2 separate regions of the Ovis aries genome follow, and region 1 is linked to region 2. A link is a contact called in public Hi-C data. All regions are on one chromosome and are shown on one strand. The core of a region is the stretch at or near the end of the contact, and the rest is flanking DNA. Distances in the headings are between cores, read along the strand shown.

Region 1 (5,661 bases), core at 2,489-4,988, 210 kb after region 2:
TCATTTTTCAAACTTTTTTAAATTTTTAAAAATGACAAACCAAAAAGAAAGTTTATCTTCCTAGGTTAGTTATGATTAATTACATTTATATTAGATATACTAATATAAAAACCTTTCAATAACTGCATACTTTTGAAGCTAAACAGCATACTCGTGGTCAAGCAACAAAGACTAGTACTACAATAACTTTCTACCAAAAGATCCCCCCTCTAGAATTCTAGACTCACAACCCCCTTTCCCTTTTTGGTTCATAAAAAATCTGAGCAGATACTAGGGGTGCTGACTCAATTACAGGGGAATTGTTGGAGGCCTAATATTTATGTCACTCTTTCACTAGATCCAGTGGCCAAGGCATAATTATCCTGTGTAACAGCTTTAGGAGAAGTCTGCACAGCACTAACCTTTAATGAAGACCCTAGAACTAAATCGACTGAAATTTTCACACTTTTGGTTGGCAATTGCTGCTATAGCTGTTACACAGGATAAATATGCCTTGGCCACTGGCTAGTCTCTTAAGTTCTGGTGAGAAATTGTTTTCCCTTCACACATCACAATCGATTCTGCAACACTGCACCCAGGCACCCACCTTTCTTGATCTGAACAAAGACAGGCTCATGCTTATTTACCTCTTGTTAGGAAACTATCTACACCCTGCAAACAGCCAGAGGCTCCTTCAGCTACCCCAGATTTAACTTCAGATGGTTCACTTTCGAAAATTTGCCAAGGAGGCTATACTATCATTGATTTGAATTTTCTCTTAAAATTTAAGCTTCTCCCAGAAATTAATCAGTTTAGATAGCCAAATAAATTAAATGTCCTCACCCAGATCTGCCAGTTGACAAAAGCTAGAAAGTGCAAATATTAACATATACATTAAGGTATATGACTTGGGGTAGGTCCGAGACTTTGAAATGCTTTATGAACACAAAAGTCCTCATCACTCCAGTGACCCCTTATAAAACAGACAGCAAATTAAACTGGCTTCAGTGCTTAACCAACATTGATGGGATAACTTTTTATTGACACATCATAATTTTATTATTCATATAACATAAAATTAACCATTTAAAAGTCAACGATTTAGTGGCATTTAGTACATTCAGTGTTGTGCAACCACAAACTCTATCTACTTCCAAAACATTTTCAACACACCAAGAGGAAACCTGGTATGGTGGGATACTTTTAAAAGCTATTGTCACAAGGCTGTAAAGGTAAGTAAGATGGGGCAGGAACCAAAGCCTGCAAGCCCTTCTGAACACCTCCAAATGGGCTATATATATAGCAATATTTCTGTTGTTGTTGTTTACTCTCAAGATGGACTCAGGCTTTACCTTGCTGGAGAGCTATAAAGTAAAACTGCTTGGTTTCATATTTCCGATTTGGGGAATCTCAACTTGTCTTTCCAGGAACAGGAATATGTATTTCGCTAGTACTGTGATTAAAGAACTCTAAAAGGAGCAAACCTCACTCCTATCCTAAAGACTTTCAGGTGAGAGCTTGCTTGCGCCGATGGAGGAACGCCAAGAGTCCAATATAGCCGGATGGAGAAAATGAGGGGGGAGGGTAATCTGAAGAGAGATGGGAGAAACGATCACAGCCAGACACCAGCCTGGAAACGGTAAAGCCCTGCAAGTCACTGTAAGAATTTTAGCATTTACACTGCATGAAGCAGTAAGACTGTTGAAACGTTCTGAGGAAAGGATGAACATAAAGAATCACTGTGTATAGAAACAGGAAAATAGTACTAGCACAGTGGAGAAACCCAGCAAATACCTTCACCAAGTGATCAAGTGACGTCATGTAGATACTGAGTACCCACATGATATGATGCAAAGGGTACTCGATACGCAGCCAGTCTGATTTCACACATAGCCTCCCATAAAATGAAAGCTTAGACCACAAATACTATTCAGGGATGCATACAATGGTGGGAAACTGATAACGAAATCAAAAATTCAGGGTAATAATTTCCTGTGGCAGGGAGGGGAATTTTCATTAGGGAGCGGCACAGAATTTCTTAAGGTAACGGTTTGAATCTTAACCTAGGTGGTTAATTCACAAATTTTGTATTATTCTTTAAATTATTAACTTAGAAATAGACTCAGAAAAGTCGTAAAAATAATACAAAGAATTTCTGCGTGCCCTTCATTCAAGATTCTCCAAATTTAAATTTTTACTCACTTACTCCGTCATTATTTTTTTAAATACGTCTTTATATATGCTATTCTTTCAACCACTTCAGAATAAGCTTGCTTACACAATGGTTCTTTAACCTTAAATACTTCGGTTCTTTAACCCTAAATGAATGTCCTAAAAACAAAGATATTATCTTTCACAATCACAATACAATGATCAAAACCAAGAAATTAGCAGTACTAACATCTAGTCTACAGACTTTGGTAAACATTTTATCAATTTCCCCATTCATATCTTTTACAGTAAAAGAGAGAAAGTTCACTTTATGAGGTGAAAAAAAAGATTTTTAAATAATTTATTTTTTCTGCTCCGGGATCCAACCTAGGATCACACATTGCATTTAGTTATGCATTCGTTAAATCCCGTTAATTTCTTCAATTTGGGACAGTTCTTCCCGACCTTGAAATTTTTGAAAAGTACAGATCGTCTATTTTTATAAAATGTCCATCAACCTGGCCTACGTAAACGTTTCATATAATCTTTGCAGGTCTTACGTATTTCACAACTTAAAAACCGAGATGCAGCTCGGCGAGAAATAAAATGACCCCAGAAACAGTACATTTCGAGCAGAGGTTAGCAAAGAAAGCAACTAAACAAGTCGATTTATCAAGATACGCATTGATATTTTTAAAATAGCTGTTTTTTCTTGATTACAAAACAAAGCACTACTAAAACAGAAAACAAACGCAACATCGAAGGCCCCTCCCGTACCAATCACCTGCACTTTCTCCCGTCCTGGGAAAATGAGCTTGGTCAGAGGCAAAAACCTCGCCGTTTCACAAGCTTTGCTCACTCGCAGGCGCCATTTTCTGCTTCACGGGCACCACCTCCCCTCTGCAGTCTCTCCACCGCCTCAGGACACGCCCCTCGGCCTCGTCACAAGCCTCGTTCCCAGGCTCCAGCTCTCTCCACCACGCAGGGTCTGACTCCCTCCCTCTTCCTCCACCCGCTCCGCCCCCGGCTCCCAATCCGCTCCTCAGCCAGATGTCACCGGCATTGACTTCGTTCTCAGACGCTGTGCAGTAGTCACAGTCCGCCCCCAGATGCTTCGTAACGCCCCGCAGACTACGCTCCCCAGCTCTGTTGTTGAGATCCCCTCCTTCCCAAGTTCCAAGGTCCACCTCGCTGGCCCGGCCCTGCCGCCGCAGCCTTCCCTTCTCATGACCCGCCCCCTGCCTCTCCACGCCAAATCGCGCCGCGCTATCAGGCTGCACCGCACAGGCCCCACCTCTTTCTCAGACTAGGCTTTCCCCGCCCCTCTCGTTCCCAGTCCCATAGGCCATTCCTCCTCCCCAGGGCGGCTCTCACAAGGACCTCCGCCGCCTCGTTCCCCACAGTCTCCTCAAGCCGAGGCTCCGCTTTCAGCTCTGCCTTACCAGCTTTCGCCGACCTGCAGCGGACGCCCTCGCCCATTCTCAATCTGGCGCCACTGGCTCTCCAGGCCTGGCACCGCTTCCCGCTGTGGCTCTCGGTCGTCGACCGCAGTCGCAGCCGTATCCGCGGGATTCGCTGCGACCGCCGCCATAGCTGTTTGCCCTCCTCTAGCGGCCACCGCAGCTGGGACTAGGAAGGGCCCCTCAAGTGCCACTTCCGGATTTTGGTCCCGGAAACGGAAGCAGAGCCCCCCATACAGCCAGGGGGCTACTGCGGTCTTGAAAAGGGACCCCCGCGCTCGGACTCGTCGAAGGGCTGGGTGGGCATAGGCCCGTGGGCGGTGATTTCCGCCACCGGTGGGCGGGGTAAATCCTCCAGTTGGGAACTAAGGACCAGGGTGTCTTGTGGGATTCTAACGCCATGTTGAGTCAGGACAAACGACTGTGTGGAAAGTAGAGGTAGTGGTCCCCAAGGAGGACATATTGGCGCGTGCTCAGGGGAAGCTTCCAGGACCTTTCGGTCCCATTCTCTGCTGAGGACCGCGCGCCTGTATCCTGGGAGCGGCCTTTTTGCAAGCCTGACCAGGATGCCCTTCCTTCATTGCACTACCCTTCTCCATCAGAAACTAATGCAAAAGAGGGCATCACTTCCAGGGCGCTACCCAGGCCTGCGGGCCTCTTCCTTGCGTGAACTAGATTTGTCCTCTTGACAAATGTGTTGAAGGCAAGTCAGCCCCAGGCCAGGTATATTTTTATTGGAGTTACAGCACTGATAATAATAGTTGGCCCTGTTTAGGTGTTTTATTGCACATAAATAGTAGTCTTAGGCAGCAGGTTGCCTATGGGAAACAATGGGGATGTTGAGGACCAGAAACGTTAATTCACTTTGCCCCACTAGTAAGTCGTGGAGTTGTGGTTGGAACTCAGGAATTCCAGTTCCAGACGTGCCACCTTTAAATTCCAGGCCAGAGATTTTCAAACTAGGGTCCTTTTTGGCTTTCTACCCGTTCAGGAGACCCTTTCAGGTTCACGAAGTCAAAACTATTCACAACAAGACTTTTTCATGGTCATTTTCTATTGCATGTGCCATGGAATTTTCCAGAGACTGCATGACATAAGCAAAAGCTCTTTGGATATCCTTAAGAATATGAAGGAATTCTGAGACCAAAAGTTTGAGAACCAGTCTACTGCACCAGGGTTTTTTTCAGCTTAGGCACTATTGACATTTCTGTTGTAGGATGTTTAGCTGCATTGGTGCCACTACCTGCTAGATTCCAGTAGCATCCCCCAATTGCAAAACTTCCTCTGCGGGTTGGGGAGATTATCTCCTGCCGAGAACCGCTGCTCTAGGCTATGTCTACATTTTCTCTGCTGGGGCTCCCCGCCCTCTATGTTGGTGATAACTAAAATTTCCCTCTTTGGCTCCCTATTGGCCTGCCTATTGGCTGTCCCCACCTAACCATCACACAAACTCCCTAAGACAGGATCATGATTCTGGGTCTGTTTCAGTGTATTTCCCTCACAATCACTACCCATTCCCACACGCAAACACACACCTTGCCTTTTCACACCTTTAGGCCCATGCACACACAGGTGTCCAAAATACCCTTTCTTTGCACAATTTCAAACCCCACTGCCACCAATACACATGATCTCACAATTTACCTCTATTTTCAGTTAACTTTGGTAGGGCAGGGGTTGTGAATTACTGATGCCAGCCTCCAGCTCAGACCTGGCACAGATGAGGGGGTCACAACTCAGTTGTGTAATCTTTGAGGAAAGGGAACAGCCATTTCACCTCAGGATCTGTAAAGTGGCATTCGAGTTGGATCTGGCACATGGTAGATACATGCCCTTCAGGCCTACCTGAAGCTTGTCAGGTTCTCTGAACTGACTCTCGTTGCCCATCTGCAGATACCTTCTCCCAATTTAATTTGAAGCCTGTCCGTCCTACAATCCAACAAGAGGCCTCCCTCCCTAGGTTTGATTTCTCCACTTTCCAGACACCAATCTCTGCCCACACTGATGACCCTACCAGTTCTGAGAGCAGTTGGGTGAATTCTAGTCCTAAGTCCCGCCTGGCAATCTTGTC
Region 2 (6,191 bases), core at 2,144-4,643:
CCAAGGCTGGATTTGTTTCTATTTGATGCAGCAACAATGAAGCTTGATCTTAATCTCATACCACACATCAGAGTCAATTTCAACTAGATTACAGGTATAAATAGAACATTTCAAAACACAAGTGAAATAAATGTTAAGACTATCTTTTTAGGAGTACTTGGAATGGAGAAGGGGTCTGTGCAAGGCAGGAAACACAGAAGCCAGAAAAGAAAGCTTTTTTTTAAAAAAATGTTTATTTTTGGCTGCCCTGGGTCTTTGTTGCTGTGCTTTCTGTAGTTGTGTTGAGTGGAGACCACTCCTATTGCAGTGTGTGGGCTTCTCATTGCAGTGGCTTCTCTTCTTGTGAAGCATGGGCTCTGGGTGCATGGGCTCAGTAGTTGTGGTGCATGAGCTTAGTTGCTCCATAGCATGTGGAATCTTCCTGAACCAGGGATCAAACCCATGTCTCCTGCAGGCAGATTCTTAACCACTGGACCACCAGGGAAGTCCAAGAAAGCTTATTTTTGATGAAAGAATACATTTGTCTAATTATAGATAAAAGGACACCTACAAAATGCAAAGGACAAAATGAGTTGGGGGAAAATATTGCAATGTAACAAATATCTCTAGTTTACAAAGAGCTCTTACAAATTGATAAGAAAAAGACAAATCACTGCAAAGAAAACTTAACAAAGGCTAGGAAGATTTGCAAAGAGAAAAAGCTAAATTGTCAACAAACAGAAAAAGAGCCTCAGTTTCACAAGTGGTCAGGGTAGTGCAAGTTAAAGCAGTTAAATTACCCCTCAGATTGGCAAAAATTAGAGCATCAACATTCAGTGCTAAAGATTTGCGTTGGTGGACTCATACTGTGCTGGTGGGAGTAGGAAATGCTAAAATATTTTGGGGAAGTGATTTGGCTGTATCTATTCAACAACACAATACCCTTGGATTTAATAGTAAAACTTCAAAATACAGGAAGCAAAAATTGACTGGTGCAATGAAAATCTGACTTACCAGTACAGTGGGAGATCTCTCTCACTAACTCAGAGAGCAAGCAGAAGAAAATCATCAGGAAGAACATACACATTTTAAATAGCTCAAGGGCTTCCCTGGTGGTGCTAGTGGTAAAGAATCTGTCTGCCGATGCAGGAGACACAGGAGACGCTGGTTCAATCCCTGTGTCAAGAAGATCCCCTGGAGAAGGAAATGGCTACTCCAGTATCCATTTGGCAATTCCAGTATCCTTGCCTGGAGAATTCCATTGACAGAGGAGCCTGGCAGGCTGCACAGTCCATGAGGTCGTATAGAGTTGGACACAACTGAGCAACTAACACCATGTCGACTAAAAAAGTACAGTCACAATCTGAAAGTAGAGGGTTATTTTGTTTGGTGGGAATGTTTAGGACTCTGAGACAGGGAGACAGCATCTCAGTAGCTCCGAGAAAACTGCTCCAAGGAGGCAAGAAAGGAAGTCAGGCTATATGCAAGTTTGCAACAAAGGGAGCAGATAGTCTGAACACCACATATCAGGTATCAAGTTAAGGAATTTAGCCTTCTATGTATGGGAAGATGCAAGCTTCTGGGCTCACCGAGTTCATTCCTTTCACGTGCACCTCAGCTATTTGGGGCCAATCTGTTTCCTTGTTCACCTTGCCTCTTGTATTTCTCCAGCTCCTCAGCAATCACTATGGGGGGTGGCAACGCCCACTGGATGGCAGTTTTGGGAGCGATCATTCACATTTGGAGGCCAGAAGTAGCTGATGGCTCTGACATTGTAGAAGGCAGTGGCAACCCACTCCAGTACTCTTGCCTGGAAAATCCCATGGATGGAGGAGCCTGGTAGGCTGCAGTCGATGGGGTCCCTAAGAGTCGGACACGGCTGAGTGACTTCACTTTCACTTTTCACTTTCATGCATTGGAAAAGGAAATGGCAACCCACTCCAGTGTTCTTGCCTGGAGAATCCCGAGGATGTCAGAGCCTGGTGGGATGCCATCTATGGGGTCGCACAGAGTAGGACACGACTGAAGCAACTTAGCAGCAGCAGCAGCAGTGACATTGTCGTAGCCTCGCATTCCTGGAAGCAAACTCACTCAGAAGGACAATGCAGATAGTGGAGTGCAATTTATTACAAAAGCGGACCCAAGGCTGAGTCTCCTCTTAGCCAAAGACCCCGACTAGTTTTTGTGAAAACCTTATACACCCTAAGTGTACATGTTCAAACCCACCTCCTCAAATTCTCTGAAACTAGTCTGAACAAATGAAAAGAAAGATACAAAGTTAACCAATGATTCGTATGCCTTAAGCATAGGTAGTTAACAGTGGATGATTATCAATAGGCCTGTGGTCATACCCCAACAAGCATAATAGAATTTATGATTCTATTTGGTTACACAAATAATTAGGGTATTCTTTTAGCTGACAGAGAGTCTAGGTAGGAGCCCTGGGGCTCTTCCACCCCCGGGGTCTGGTTTTCTATTTGTATGTCATTTCCATAGATACTGGGCATATAACTCAGAGTCCACAGTCCGGCCCAAGATGGAGCCTGTTCTCTTTCCTCCTTCAACATTTCTTTTATTAATATGGCAGGAGATTTTTCATTTCACAACTAACACACACACTAACAAGCTCAAACCAATAAACACATATGCTAAACCCAACAGCTGGAAAATACAGTCTTTTCCATCAAGTAATGAAACATTGCCGAAAACTGGGTCCCATACTTGAGGCTCAAGGCAAGTTTGAGTCTTGGAGAAGTTTTGCAAGTTTGACACTGGATTTCTAAATAATCCTTGGGTCAAAAGGGGGAAACAGTTACAAATTAGCACTTGAAACTGAATACTAATGAAAATGTATCAAATCAAAACTTGGAACTTGGGGCTTTCCTGATGGTCTAGTGGTTAATAATCTACCTGCCAATGCAGCGGAAACCGGCTCCAAGATCCTACATTCTGAGGAGCAACCAAGCCCCTGTGCCACTATTGAGCCAAAGCTCCGTGACTACTGAAGCCTGGTGCCTAGAGCCCGGGCTCCCAGAGAAGCCACCTCAATAAGCCGACTCGCCACAACTAGAGAAAACCCGCAGCAGCAAGGAAGAAAACCAGCGCAGTCCAATATTAAATAAATCTTAAAAAACAAAGAAAAAAACCTTGAAACCTTGGCTATTCAGAAGAGAGCTTTAGCCTTCATGCTTATATAAGGAAATAGGGAAGCCTGAGTACTCGAGTTTTTTCTTGTTTTAATGGATGAAATGTCCCATTACTGATGTCACAAGCCCCCCCCCCGCCCCCCCCCACACACACCACTGCTGCGTGCACAGATACTTGGTTTCTGGCATTCAACCACCTCAGCTCCCCGCGCCCACAGTGGTTAAACTCTCGCTGCGGGCGACTTCCGCTTCCTGGCCTAAATTTGACACGTATTATTCCCCCCGTGGCAAATACCCAGGGTCGGTGACAGCCAGAGCTGGGCGATGCCCCCAGCCGACGGGTGGACAGAGGCGCCGTCAGGTGGGCACCCAGCGGCGCCCGGGGCTCTGCCGCCGCGAGCCGCCTGCACGGATCAGGGGCCTTTCCGCACCTGGGGAAGTGGAGCGGGGGTGGGGGCCGGGGAGGGGGCGCCAGTGTCAGGCCAGTGGCTTGGAGGTGTCTTTCTAGCTAGGATAGGGGAGGGGGCAGGGGGAGTTACTACGTGTGAAGATGCCTCGGCCCCTGGGGATACGGCCGGAGGGCGGGGCCCCGGGACCCAGAGAAGGGAAGACACCAGGCCTATGCTTGGGGTAACGGCGGAGGATGCGGCGCAGGAGGGAAGAGTCTGGGAGCCGCAGCCCGACCTTCTGGGCCGGATCGGCTCCCAGGAAACCCCGCCGAGGCAGGTCTGACGAGGGACCGCTGGTGCCGCAGCCGCAGAGATGCCCACCCTCCCAAGATGGCGACTCCCGGAGAGACACTCCCAAGAGGACAGCCATGTTAGTGGTCTGACAAAGTCACTAAAGAAAATTGGAAAGCCCGCCTCTCCTCTGACACACACAGACACGCGCACGCACTGACACCTCGTGAGTGCACCGGGTGTAATTGGGGTGGACGGCGGCTTCGGCGTCGACACTGAGCATGTGCAGTGTGAAATCCAGAAACGTCAGCGTCCCACAGAGGCAGTTTCAACACTTTGGGCTCTGGGGCTGAGTTTAATTGAGATGGCGATTTAGCAGCAGTAAAGCATTGACATAATTATGGGGGGCGTTAGGACATGGCTTTCTTGCTCAGTGATGGTACTCTGTGGGGTGAGTAATGGGGCTTCTCTGGAGTCTGTGAGGTGGTGCATAGAGCGACACAGGGGTTTGTGGGTGAATGATGGAGGCAGTAGGGAAAGTAATAAGCAGTCTGTGTGCTGAATTTTGGGGAATCTGTGCGGTCAGTGATACAGAATCTATAGGGTGAGCAGGGGGCATTGATGAGGTGAGCGATGAGCCTCCTTGGAGGCCACTGATGGGGTAAGTGACTGGGTCTGTGGGATAAGCAGTGGAAGTCTATGGAGTGAGTGATCAGGGGTAAGTAGAGTAAGGAATGGGGACTGTAGTGTGAGTGATCCGATGTCAGAGATGTGATTCGAGCTCTGTGAGGTTAGTGCTTGGAGGTCCTGTGTCGCGAATCATGGGCCTTCTGTCAGGCGTCATGGGGATTACTGAGGTTATGTGATGGAGCTGTCTGTGAGGTAAATGATGAGGTTCAGTGATGTGAGTGATGAGGATCTTTTGGAGAGTAATGGGTGGTCTGTAGAGTGAATGGTAGAGAGCCTGTGAGGTGAGGATTGCAGAATGAGCGAGTGAGAGAGTTTTTGAGGTGAGTGATGAGGGCCGTGGGATGAGTGTTGCAGCGTCTATAAGGTATATGGTTGGGTTTATTGGGTGGATGGTCAAGGTTTCTGTGGTGTGAGTGATGGGACTCTGTGGGATGAATGATACATTTATTTGGGACTGTGGATAGTGATAGAGGGGCCTATTAACCCCATGCTGTGATCAGTGGTTTTAGAATTGAGATGTGATTGTTTCCAAAACCTACTTTTGACCTTCTTGGTCCTCCTGTATCTTTGTTTCCTGTGTCATTAGTTTCTGCCCTTGATTTCATTATCTCTTTTCTTTAGATTTTTTCTTTTATTCCTATTTTTTAATTCCTAAATTGAATCCTTATCTCAATTAATATTCCATAATTTTTAGTATAGGCATTAAGTCCATGAATTTTTCTCTAAGAACACTTTAGTTTCATGTCACAAGTTTTTATATGTAACACTTCCACCATAGTTTATTAATAATGTTTTCTAATTTCTGTTGTGGTTTTCTCTCTGATCCCTTAGTTATTTAGGTATGAGATTTTGATTTCCCCCGAAGTTGAAATTTTTGTTATTGATTTCTAAATTATAGCCAGAGACTGTCATCTGAGTGATCATTAGGTGCAGGAATGGATGTTCCTTAAAGTGGATGGTATGTATTGAAATTTCAGTTAAATTATTTTCCAAAACTTTTGTAAAAGTACATCTCCCACTAGCAGCATATAAAAGGGCTCACTCCAAAATCATCTCCCGCACTGATTGTTGCTGCTTTTTTAATTTCTGCTCTGAGGGCCAAACAAAACAGTATGTAGTTTACTTTGATGTGCATCTTCCTGACAACTGGTGGCCGAACATCTCCTATTTATTGACCACTGAAATGTATTTAAACATTTTTTATATCCTCTGCTCTTTTTTTCCTTTATGTAGTTTGTCTTTCTCACTAATTTATGGATATTAACCTTCTGTCATTTATTGTAATTTTCCCCTTTATCTCTCTTTATATCTTGATTTTTGAAACATGTCTTCATATATAATTAGAAAAATAGTCATCTGATTAATTTTTCTTTACAAGTTCTAAATATCGTGTCTTGCCTAGTGAGTTCTCCCTGATTTGGTGCTTAAGTAAATATATGACTTAAATTTAAATTTTCATTGTTTAAGGGTTACATTTTAATCCAACTGGAAAATTCTGGTGTGTGGTATGAGATGAGATTAAAGTTTGTATTTTCCATTTGGTTAGAAAATTGGGAAGCACCAATCATTAAATGAATACCCTTTTCAAACTCAGTTAAATGCCACTTTTGTCACATAAATTCCCAAATGTTATATTTCTGAACTCAATTTTTTCTTCTGTATGTGTATCTACTCCCTTTCAAAAAACTGTTGTGAC

What was found. Hi-C and Micro-C count contacts between places; a contact is called where the count stands out from the background.
Region 1: a Hi-C map of hypothalamus shows a contact between it and region 2, with 4 times the contacts expected there. The contact joins the promoter of USP11 here to the promoter of ZNF41 in region 2. A contact is called at or near these places in 2 of 16 Hi-C or Micro-C datasets (hypothalamus and skin fibroblasts).

What each region holds. Positions count from the first base shown.
Region 1 is chrX:57,582,993-57,588,653 of ARS-UI_Ramb_v3.0, forward strand. USP11 (ubiquitin specific peptidase 11) reads right to left here and starts at 3,739. Exons shown (of 20, transcript XM_060407289.1): 1 at 3,573-3,739. The coding sequence starts at 3,721.
Region 2 is chrX:57,375,937-57,382,127 of ARS-UI_Ramb_v3.0, forward strand. It overlaps ZNF41 (zinc finger protein 41), which reads left to right and starts at 3,394. Exons shown (of 6, transcript XM_004023243.6): 1 at 3,394-3,486. All of the region lies in intron 1 of ZNF81 (zinc finger protein 81), which reads right to left.